Linked DNA regions of Urocitellus parryii: region 2 is linked to region 1. Evidence: chromatin contacts called from public Hi-C data. All regions are on one chromosome and are shown on one strand. Each heading gives the region's core, a stretch centred on a gene start, on an enhancer-like site or on the middle of the called end of the contact. The rest is flanking DNA. Distances are from core to core; before and after follow the strand shown. Region 1 holds the start of Pnn (pinin, desmosome associated protein). Region 2 holds the start of Fbxo33 (F-box protein 33).

Evidence for each region. A called contact is a pair of places that touch in the nucleus more often than the background predicts.
Region 2: a Hi-C map of liver shows a contact between it and region 1, with 5 times the contacts expected there. The contact joins the promoter of Fbxo33 here to the promoter of Pnn in region 1. A contact is called at or near these places in 2 of 2 Hi-C or Micro-C datasets (liver and muscle).

Annotation. Positions count from the first base shown.
Region 1 is chr6:50,626,790-50,632,191 of mUroPar1.hap1, reverse strand. It overlaps Pnn (pinin, desmosome associated protein), which reads right to left and starts at 3,405. Exons shown (of 9, transcript XM_026411328.2): 1 at 3,237-3,405; 2 at 2,521-2,592; 3 at 1,973-2,041; 4 at 902-974; 5 at 675-769; 6 at 470-545. The coding sequence starts at 3,349.
Region 2 is chr6:50,827,550-50,832,494 of mUroPar1.hap1, reverse strand. It overlaps Fbxo33 (F-box protein 33), which reads left to right and starts at 2,548. Exons shown (of 4, transcript XM_026411331.2): 1 at 2,548-4,069. The coding sequence starts at 3,456. It overlaps Trnag-ucc (transfer RNA glycine (anticodon UCC)), which reads left to right and starts at 2,384; the gene lies at 2,384-2,456.

The sequences.
Region 1 (5,402 bases), core at 2,156-4,655:
TAAACTCCAGACACAATTTTGTAGTTTTAACAAAAGAAAAATTCTAGAAAGGTGACAATTAAATAAACTGTGAAGGATAGATGTGTGTTTGCGCGTCTTAAAAATTATGATCACTGGACTAGTTGCAAAATCAACTACTTTTGTTTCAAAGAAAGTACTGAGACCTAGAGAAATGAAGGGATTTGTCTAACTACACAATGAGATTGTTAAAGAGCTTAGATTAGAATCCAGTTCTCAAGATTTACAGGTCATGGTCTTTGTACCAAAAATAGAAGTTCATTCAATATACAGCAACTCCCACCCCTGTCACCAGCTGAAAATACAACAATCTTAGAAAGTTTAATGAATTCTTACTTTATTTTAGGCTTGAAATTAAGTCTAAAGAGCTTTTAAGCTTTTTTTTTCTTTTTTAAACATGAATACTCTGGTAACTGAAATAAACAAAGCAAAGAAAATATTGCATAAATACCCTTTCAGTAGCAACAGTAGACTCTTGTTTAAATTTCTGAAGGGTGCCCATCAACAAGCCAAATATTCGTCGGTTCCTAAAAAGCAGAAAAAAAAATTCAACAGGATTTCATTAAACTTGCCATTTTCCGAGAGAAACTATGGACATTTGATAAATCCAACAATTTATGTGACAGATTTGCCCACTAGAAGCATTCTACAGATACCTTTGCTTTCCCTTTTCATCCATATTTTGATCCTGGATAAGGTCTCGACGTGTGCGTTCTTTGGAGGTAGCTACAACTGAAGACTGCAGCGCTGGCTGCAAAAAGAAAAAAAAAAAACCCACAAAATCTCAGAAATTTAACTAGCAGTAAAGTGAAAATACTATAGGGATAGCAGTAAAGTGAAAGTACTATATTAATTCTCTAATGTGTTCTTTTAACCTCAGTACCTTTTTAACATCATCATCTTCTGGGTCACTTTCTTGGCGTGATTCTCTTCTTGTCCGTCGCTCCCCGCCCAGCCTGCACAAAAAGTATCATTTAAATGACCACTGTAGAATTTGAGATAAGTGCATACTAATGGCAAATGCCTACTTTTTCTAGGACTCATCTCCAGAAGCCTCATTCTACCAGTCTCTATCCCATTTTACTCTTTCCTCTAGCAGTGAAAAATAAAGTACAGCAACTAATGTTCCAACCAATCTTGGATATTCTGTAACATCATCTTTTTTTTCAATAAAACTTGAGTTATCATTGAGTGTATATTTATTAATTTATTGGTATCAGGTATTGAACCCAGGGTTGCTTTACCTCTGAGCCACATCCCCAGCCCTTATATTTAGAGACATGGTCCACTGAGTTGACGAGGGCCTGGCCAAGTTGCTGAGGCTGGCCCTGAACTCATGATCCTACCGCCTTAGCCTCAAAAAATGCTAGGATTATAGGCATGTGCCACCGCTTCCTGAATAACTGTTTCTCTTTCTTTCTTTTGTAGTGCTGGGGATCAAACCCAGCACTTTTACATTTGAGGTAAGCACTCTATCAATTGAGCTATATCCCCAGCCCTGAATATCTGAGTTTTGAAGACTGTTGGCTGTCTTGGTTTGAATACTAAAGATCCTCAGTGGGAAGTGGTATACTACTAATCCTAATACAATTCAATTCAATAATGTCTATTAAATGTTTATATTTGTGTACCACTTCAGAAAGGAGAGTATACAAGAACGTTTTCAAGAATTTTTAAAAAGGTGGTACTAAGGCTTAAACCTGGGGTGCTCTACCACTGAGCTACATTCGTTCAATTTTTATGTATTTATTTTCTCAGTACTGGGGACTGAAACTAGGGATACTATACCACTCAATTAACATCACCACCCCTTTTCATTTCGATACATGGTCTCACTAAATTGCCCAGACTGGCCTTGAACTTTCCATCCTTCTGTGTTAGCTCCCTAGCTTCTGAGATTACAGGCATGTTCCCTCCCCACAGAGTAACCTTTTTTTTTTTTTTTTAAACATACCTACTGACTGCCCCTTCAAGGTCTCTCTGTTTGGCTGGGGGTCCTCCTCCACTATCTGAGAATCCACGCCTGCAATTAAAAATGTCCAATATAAAAGCACTTGAAATACAAAGACAGAACTGGTATTTCCACTTGCAAGAAAATCTGGTTGAATTAAAGAAAAAACAAAGTCTTTCCACTGAAGTAGCCTTAAATAAGCATTCACTCCAAAAAGCTCCCCCCCCTTTCTTTTTAGTACTGGGGTTTGCACCCTGGGCTTAGTGCATGCAGTAGGCAACATCCACCCCTCCAAAAGAGTTTTATATTACTTTAAAAAGTACAATTAAGTTTATATAGAACAGTAAATATACTCTTTAATCCCTAGCTGCACACACAAATGAAGATGCAGGATAACTACACAGAAAACTAGCATATCACAGCATTAAACAAAATAAAGATAACACAAACACTGTTATTCTAATATTTGCATGAATCTGGTTCAAATACATTAACATAGGAAGTACCAACAGTTACATACAGTACGAGTTTAAGTCTTAAGGAAATCTTACCTCAGCAATAAACTACCACGTCCTCTACCTCCACCAGGACCAGAAAGGGCCAGCAATCTGGCTTGGATGGGCCTACAAAAGATTTACAATCAATTAAAAAAAATCATATGTAGACACATCTAGGGCACTTTCACAGATGTGGTACATCACAGGGAAAAAAAATAACAATCGTTCTAAAATGACGGTTTAATATTCATGTATTTTAAAGCAGGTCGGGAAATTAAATTTCCTTCTTTTTCCAAAACCGCTCTCTCAGAATTTACACTGACTCGATGCCACCACACATTAACAAACCTGAGTCGGGCCCTAGCACGCCATCTCCAAGAAAGTGGCACCTATGTGCGAGGTAGCCGAGTGTGGCCCAGGTGGGTCTCCGGGCCAGGCCAGGCCGAGTGGCCGCGGCAGCGCGAATGGGCTTTGTGCTGTAGTTCCGGGCCTGCAGCGCCGAGGGCGGGAATCGGCAGTCCGGGCCTCCTCACAGGTCGGGAGGCCATCCTAGCGCTACCAGGCCTCCCTCTCCTCCCGCAAGTACCTAAGCCCAGCGCTCTACAGTGGGAGGCGGGAGGTTCCCCACCCCGCCAAGGACGGGGTTCTACCGCCGCCCGGGGAACAGGCCTGGATGTTCCAGCCCTTTCAGAGAGGACCGACCTCCCCGTCCCCAATTCACATAGACTTGAGATGCCTCTTCGAGCTCGCAGCTCCCGTTCGGCCCTTACCTCACGTCATTCGGGTCTCTCCCGGTGAGCTTGCGAATATTCTCATCCACATTCTTTAGGCTCTCTTTGGCCTTTTCTAGCTGTTCCTGCAAAGTTCTCACTGCGACCGCCATCTTCTCCCTGCAGCAGGCTTCGACGCTGCTCTATAGGCCGCGCCGAGCCGTGCCGCGCCGCGAGACGCGAAACGACTGACAGCCGGGTTCAGCCAATGATAATAGGCGTTGTTTTTTAGCCTCAACCACTCAGAAACCGGAAGGGGGAGAAGCTTCCAGCCTTTGTGACCCCGGGCCAATGAAAAGTCGGCAAGGCGGTCTGCTCCCTCCCCTGTTAGCTGCGGGTGGCTTGGCTCGGCTTCTAGCGCAGAGCCGGGGCGGGCTTGAGAGGCCCTGATTTTTCCGGGACGCGAGTTCGTGGTGCCGCAGTTCTGGCAAGGAGGGCGCGGAGCTTTCTATCACTTTTAGCTTGCGTTGTGACGTGCCTTAAATTGTTTTAACCACAAAATTATACTGAGCTGGGCAGAAGCTAGTCTACTTTGCCTCACCTGAAGGATTTAATTACGAAAGGGCGCGGCCATTATGTTGATGCGCATGCCCAGAGAGGAGTTGTGCGCACGCTTCCCTTGATTAAAGTGGGCGAAGCACAAAACGAATAGGAAGTCATTAGTCGTGATAGCTAACAATTGTGTAGGCTAGTTTTGTTGTGGACGCTCTGTGACAGGCTTTACGTACCTTCTTCCTCACAAATTAAAACCTTGGATACAATGCTTGTTATTATTGGGAAATTGAGATTGGGGGTTATGCCAGTCAAGAATCAGTCTGATTAGAACCTTTGCAAGGCTCTACTAAAGGGAAAAAGCGAGAGTCAGGCCGGTTCACCTGACCTTGAGCTTGTTGGTTTAATACATGATCTGGGGGAGCAGCCCTATTTGTGAAGTAACTGTCCTCCAGCTTCTGGTTCTGCCAACGTGGGAACTGGTTTTGCTCCAGAAATATATGTACAAATTGTTGCTGAGAAAATATTTCCCGGACTGAGGTGTGCCTGAGTGGTAGAACACGTGCATAGATGTGCTATATCTCGGTTCCATACCCAGCACCTCAAAAAGAAAAATCTGAAGTAGCTCTGTGGGAAGGAAAAGTGTGGAGTCAGATAATAAACATAAATTACATGACATGTTAGCAAGAAAGGTTACAGAAAAAAGTAGAGCTGGACCTGGTTTAGGGGTATGATGGCAATTACTTAATTGAATTGTGAGTATGGCCATGTCATTATTACAATACAGTTTACAACCTCAGGCAGTACCCAAGGGTTGAGAGTGGAGTAATAGGTTCTATTTTTTTCCCCCATAGGCAAATGCTTGTAGACTTAACCAAAAACTTGGGGTTCATATTTCTGCTTCCACACGATCTATTTTTAGGATCCTGGGCGATTTAACAGTCTGTTTTATAGAGACGATCAGTACAATGCTGTGTTCATCATTTAGTAGGTCCTCAGTACATATTACATTCCTTTGTTCTCCAATAGATTTTTTTTTTTTCCTTTTGGTACTGGGAATTAAACCCAGGTTGCTTTACCACTGAGTTACATCCCCTGCATTTCTTTTTTTTTTTTTTTTTAGTTGTAGATGGGCACAATATTTTTGTTTGTTTATGGTGCTGAAGATGGAACCTATGGCCCCACACACGTGGGAGGCAAGCACTCTACCACTGAGTATAACTCCAGGCAGTGCCCTGCGCTTTTAATTTCTATTTTGAGATAGGGTCTTGCTAAATTTCTTAAGCCCTCACTATGTTGCTCAGGCTGGTCTTGAACTTGGGATCCTTCTGTCTCAGCCTCCCAAATCACTGGGATTACAGGTATGTGCCACTGGCTTCTTCAAAACATTATGAAAATCTCATGTTTTTTTTTTTTCTAAAGAGAGAGTGAGAGAGGAGAGAGAGAATTTTTAATATTTATTTTTTAGTTCTCGGAGGACACAACATCTTTGTTGGTATGTGGTGCTGAGGATCCAACCAGGTCGCACGCGTGCCAGGCGAGCGCGCTACCGCTTGAGCCACATCCCCAGCCCTCATGTTATTGTTGTGTGGAAATCAGCCTTAATAAATTGGTTAACTGTTTATTTTTTGACCTCTGTGGTGGGCTTAGTTCCTTGATGGTGGTGAGAATTAT
Region 2 (4,945 bases), core at 1,299-3,798, 200 kb before region 1:
CAGAACAGATTAGCTGCAGATGGCCAAGAGGAATCCTGAGGGATGAAAATGTTCTAAAACTGATTTATGGTGATGATTGCACCACTTGGTAAAATTACTAAAAATCGTCATCAACTTGGATGAATTTCAAATGTAAAATTTATCTCAATTTAATAGTGGGTTTTTGTTAAGAGTCAGAAAACAATAGAGTTGCAAGGATTCACACGCTTGTATAGATGAAGAAAGCAAAGACCAAAGAGGTTATGAACAATTTGTTTTAAGATCTCCTACTTAGATCACAGCAAAACCAAAACAGGAAAAAAAAAAATCAAAATCTAGCCTCACTCTCCTACCCATTGTGTTATATCTACTGAAACCACTCAAGGAATTTTTTAAGACTATAATAATTACACAGAATTGATAGGTGTTATAGAAGCATCAAGATTTGAGAGTCAACAACTATAACTGCTTAAAATCTATAAACCATTAATAAATACATAATATATATATATATATAATATTTTTCAGAAAGAGCTAAGAAAATTCACTTATCATCCTCCAAAGCCATAAAAACTTGCTTTCAAAATGGCTGACAAAAAAAAAGAGACAATTACGCATTTTTTTTTCCGCTTTTCCAAAAGGAGCTAATATTTCAGGGCAAATAAATGATCCTAGTGTATGAAAGAAAGCATCTGCAGAACAAAAATTAATAAATGTAGATGGAATGAAAGAATGCAAAATTATCATTTTATAACCCTTAATAAAAATTATTCAGGCAAGAATTATGAATTGCTATCAAACCCATTCAGTGAATGGTTGATGAGAGAATTGGACATTTGTAGGAAACAAAAATCACACTGCACAGGTTAGTCTTTTTGAAGATGGAAAAAATACCACAGAACTTTACATGGAAGATCAAGCCTAATCCACAAATAGTCATTGTAAAACTATTTGTGATTGTTCAAATAAATGTGATTTCATGTAAAGTACTCAACATCATATAAAGGCTAAAGTCTTTATTAATTTGCCTATTTATAAGAAATACAGGAAATAGAGGTGAAATATGAACACCAAAAGAAAGTAGTCAAGTACAGAAGGTAAGATATTCCATCTCAGGCAATTAGCCTGGTCTTTTTAAAAAATCAGTTTAAAAATAAGTGTGTGTGTGTGGGGGGGCCGCCTGGGGTTGTGGCTCAGTGGCAGAGTGCTTGCCTCAAAGATAAATAAACTTAAAGAAAAAAGATCTCCCAAGAATAAAACAATTTTAAAAAATTGTGGGAATTGTGAACACTAACAATCAAAAGACTAAACCAGCGCATGCATGTAATTCCAGCCAGTCGGGAAGCTGAAGCAGGAAGATCAGGAGGATCGCAAATTCAACACCAGCCTAAGCAATTTAGTGAGTATGCTAAGCAACTCAGTGAGACCCTGTCTCTAAAGAAAATACAAAAATGAGCTGGGAATGTGGTTCAGTGGTTAACTGCTCCTGAGTTCTGAGTTCAATCCCAGGTACCCGCCTCCCCCCAAAAAAACTTTTAATTTTTAGATTAAAAGAGACGATATAGACAACCAAATATAAAGGTGGTCTTTAATTGGATCCTGGTTGGGAGAAAGCAGCTTCAACAGACAATCCGAAAATAACTCCAAATTTGTATAAGGAATATTAGACAATACTGAAATTTTGCCGAGTGTGAGGTTATTTTTTATTATTTTTGAGAGAGAATTTTAATATTTATTCTTTATTTTTCGGCGGACACAACATCTTTGTGTGTATGTGGTGCTGAGGATAGAACCTGGGCCGCTTGAGCCACATCCCCAGCCCACGAGTTTATTCTTTTTATACAGGAATATGTTTCATAGACATACAATGAACTAACTAAAAGATCTAGATGTCTAAAGGTCACTTCAAAATACTTCAAAGAATTAAATTTAAAATCCAAGCCTTAACTTCCTAATTCACTGCTGTTACCACTAAATGCTTGTTAAATATTCATAAAATATAACTACACAGAACTCTTGCACGCAAGAGTTGAGAAGTGACCTACAGGATTCCTTTAAAAAAAGAAAAATAGGCACTGTAAAGAAAACTCTGAGGTAACAACATAATACTGTTGACAACCCAATGAGTCATGAACAGAGAGCTTTGCCCAAAAAGGGCTAAAAACATCTAGCTTTCTTAAGGTACAGAGCAGGAAAATGTAGCTGTTTCAAATCACAGGTAACGCTTGGAGGCGGATGTGGCTCTTCTAATTGAAGAGGCAGCCCCCACCCAGAGCAAACCTCAATTATTACACAAAATCACTTAATCCTTTCTGATTTCACTGCTCCTTTTCAACCAGTCATGTAACTCTCAAATTGTGGTGCGGTTAGGGGACAGTATTTCAAAAACTCTTCTCCTTTGACTGGAGATGTGGTTCAGTTGGTAGAGTGCTTGCCTTCCATGCACAAGGTCCTGGGTTCAATCCCCAGCACCACCAAAGGAAAAAAAAAAGCTCCTCCCCTTAAGGGCTATCATCCCAAATTTTTCAAGGGGGGGGGGGGCGGGCCTTCAAATCTCAGTAGCAGGAACTGGGGCCCTTCCTCAGGCCCTGGAGAACGAACTGGCAATCAGCAGATCCCAGATTCATTTGCCACTTTTTTCTCCCCCTTTAAAACCATAGGGTGGCGCTATCCTCGCTCCTTCCCTACACTGGGGGCGTGGGGAAATCCACCAGTGCAGTCCGAGTGAAGGAGGTCCGCCTGGGGCCTCCTATAGGCTTCGTGGCCGCCGGGCCCCCCAAGGCCCTGCCCCGCCCCCCGCCTCTCCTCTTCGGGCACCTCCTGTGCAGGTTAGCCTGCAAGTCCCCCTGCTTCTCTTCAGCAATGCAATCTCAGAAATTCTTAATATTCTGGCAAGTGGGACCACTGAAAGAGACCCTGAAAGTGGGCACTTTGGCTCAAAAGTCCGCAACGCAGCAAGTAAGAAACGTGCAAAAAGAAGTCTCAAGATCTCTAGCACTCCGCCCAAGTTCTACCGCCTCGGACCAAGAATCTAGTGTCCCGATTTCCAGCGCCCCGCCCCCTCAATGCCCCTGGCTTCCGTGCGTCAGGAGTCACGTGCCGCGTCTCCCTTTCCCTACCGGCAACCCGGCGCATCCTCATTCCGGAAGTCGCGCTCATTCGCACCGGGCTCCTCCCACCACGGGTGACGTCAAACTCAGCTCCTACCACTGCCCAGCCTCCGCCTCCAGGCGCGGGGAGGGCTGTCGTTTCCTTACGGTAAGCCCAGCTACTTCCGGGCCCCTAGACAGTACCAGCGAGGGTTTTGTAGTTACAGATTGGGCAGGCCTTGGACGCGCGTGAGTACAGTTTGAAAGACCTACGACTCGCTATTTGCAGGCCACCTACATAGGGGCCTTTCCCCCTCTCCGCAACTTGTACTCCACTTGGTTCCGCCGAGACCCACGACGGTTCCGCCCCCTTCTTCCTTGTCATTGATGTTGTTGTTCTTGTCAGTGCCGCAGCCCCGACCGCCGGGAGCTCGAACCCGAGCCGGGGCCGCCCGAGTGGCGCGGTGGCGGCGGAGGCGGCAGCGGCTGCGGCTGCAGCAGCTGCGACGGCTACGGGGGCTGCTCCGGGGACTGCGGGGGCGGCCGGGAGCCGACAGCCGGCGGCGGGGCCGGATGGCTCTGTGCGGACAGGCAGCGGGCGCCGCGTCGCTACCTAGCGAGCTGATCGTGCATATCTTCTCCTTCTTGCCCGCGCCGGACCGGCTGCGGGCCTCGGCTTCCTGCTCGCACTGGCGCGAGTGCCTCTTCTACCCGGCTCTGTGGCCTCAGCTCCGCATCTGCCTCCGCGTCTCGCCCGCGGAGCAGCCCCGGCTCGAATTCCTCATGCGCAAGTGCGGCTGGTTCGTGCGAGAGTTGCGCGTTGAGTTCGCCGCGGAGAACTACCTGAGCGGAGGCGGCGGCCCTGGCGACGGAGGTGGCGCGGACTCGGGAACTGGAGGGGAAGAAGTCGAGGGCCTGCAGCTCTCCACCAGTTGGCTGGAAGTGCTGCGCACCTACTTGGAGCTGGTGCTGTGCGTGCTGGTCAGCATCCGGAACAACAGGTAGGTTTCTGGTGGGCCCAGTCCCCGCTCCCGACTGGCGACGGACCCCCTTCCCTTCTCCCCGAAATAGATTCTGTGGGACGCGCCAAGCTCGCTTCAGCCTTGCTTGTTTCAGTGAAGATGTCCGTTCTAACAGGACGATTTTCTTAAGGCAAGAGGGCATAATGGGACACTTTACAGCGATGGACTCAAGTGTTTTTCAGACACCACTCCAGGCACTGTCTCATTCATCCTCTTGGTGGAGGTGGGATGAGGCTGACAGGAGCTATCATTCTTCATTTCATACATGAGAGAGTCAGACTTGGAGGGTAAGGCCTGTGGGAGAAACAAAACATAACCCGGTTTTCAGACACTGAACCTTACCATTGGAAGTATATGATGGTAGGGAAGGAGTAATGGTGCTACTGGTGTTCCATAGTTACAGAGTCCTTCTAAAAGAAGTTTTTAACAGTCATTTTTCTTTTTTTCACCTGGAATTGTTCAAATAGGCTGGACCAGATCCAAAGAGAAGGAGGAATGGAGTGTTCTTTGAAAGTATTGGGGGAGAGGTGATTGTCAGAATTGGAAGTCTACCCCCCTCAGCGCCCTCCACCCCCACCCCCCTCCCGCAGTGCACCTCCAGACTGAACTTGTCCGCAGTGATTCACCTAAGCCTAACACAGTATAGTTTGCGGGTGGGGATGGAGGTGCCATGGCCGGCCCATGTCTACAATGGATAAGCATGAAACTCTTCTGGGTTTGCAACAGGACTTTACTATAATTCTGCTATTTACTCCCCCTGTTCTAACTCAGTATCCTGATGGTAAATTTATTTCTCTTTCACCCTTTCCAAACCCTATTAGTTTGTATTTCCTACGTTTGAATATTTTGATCTTA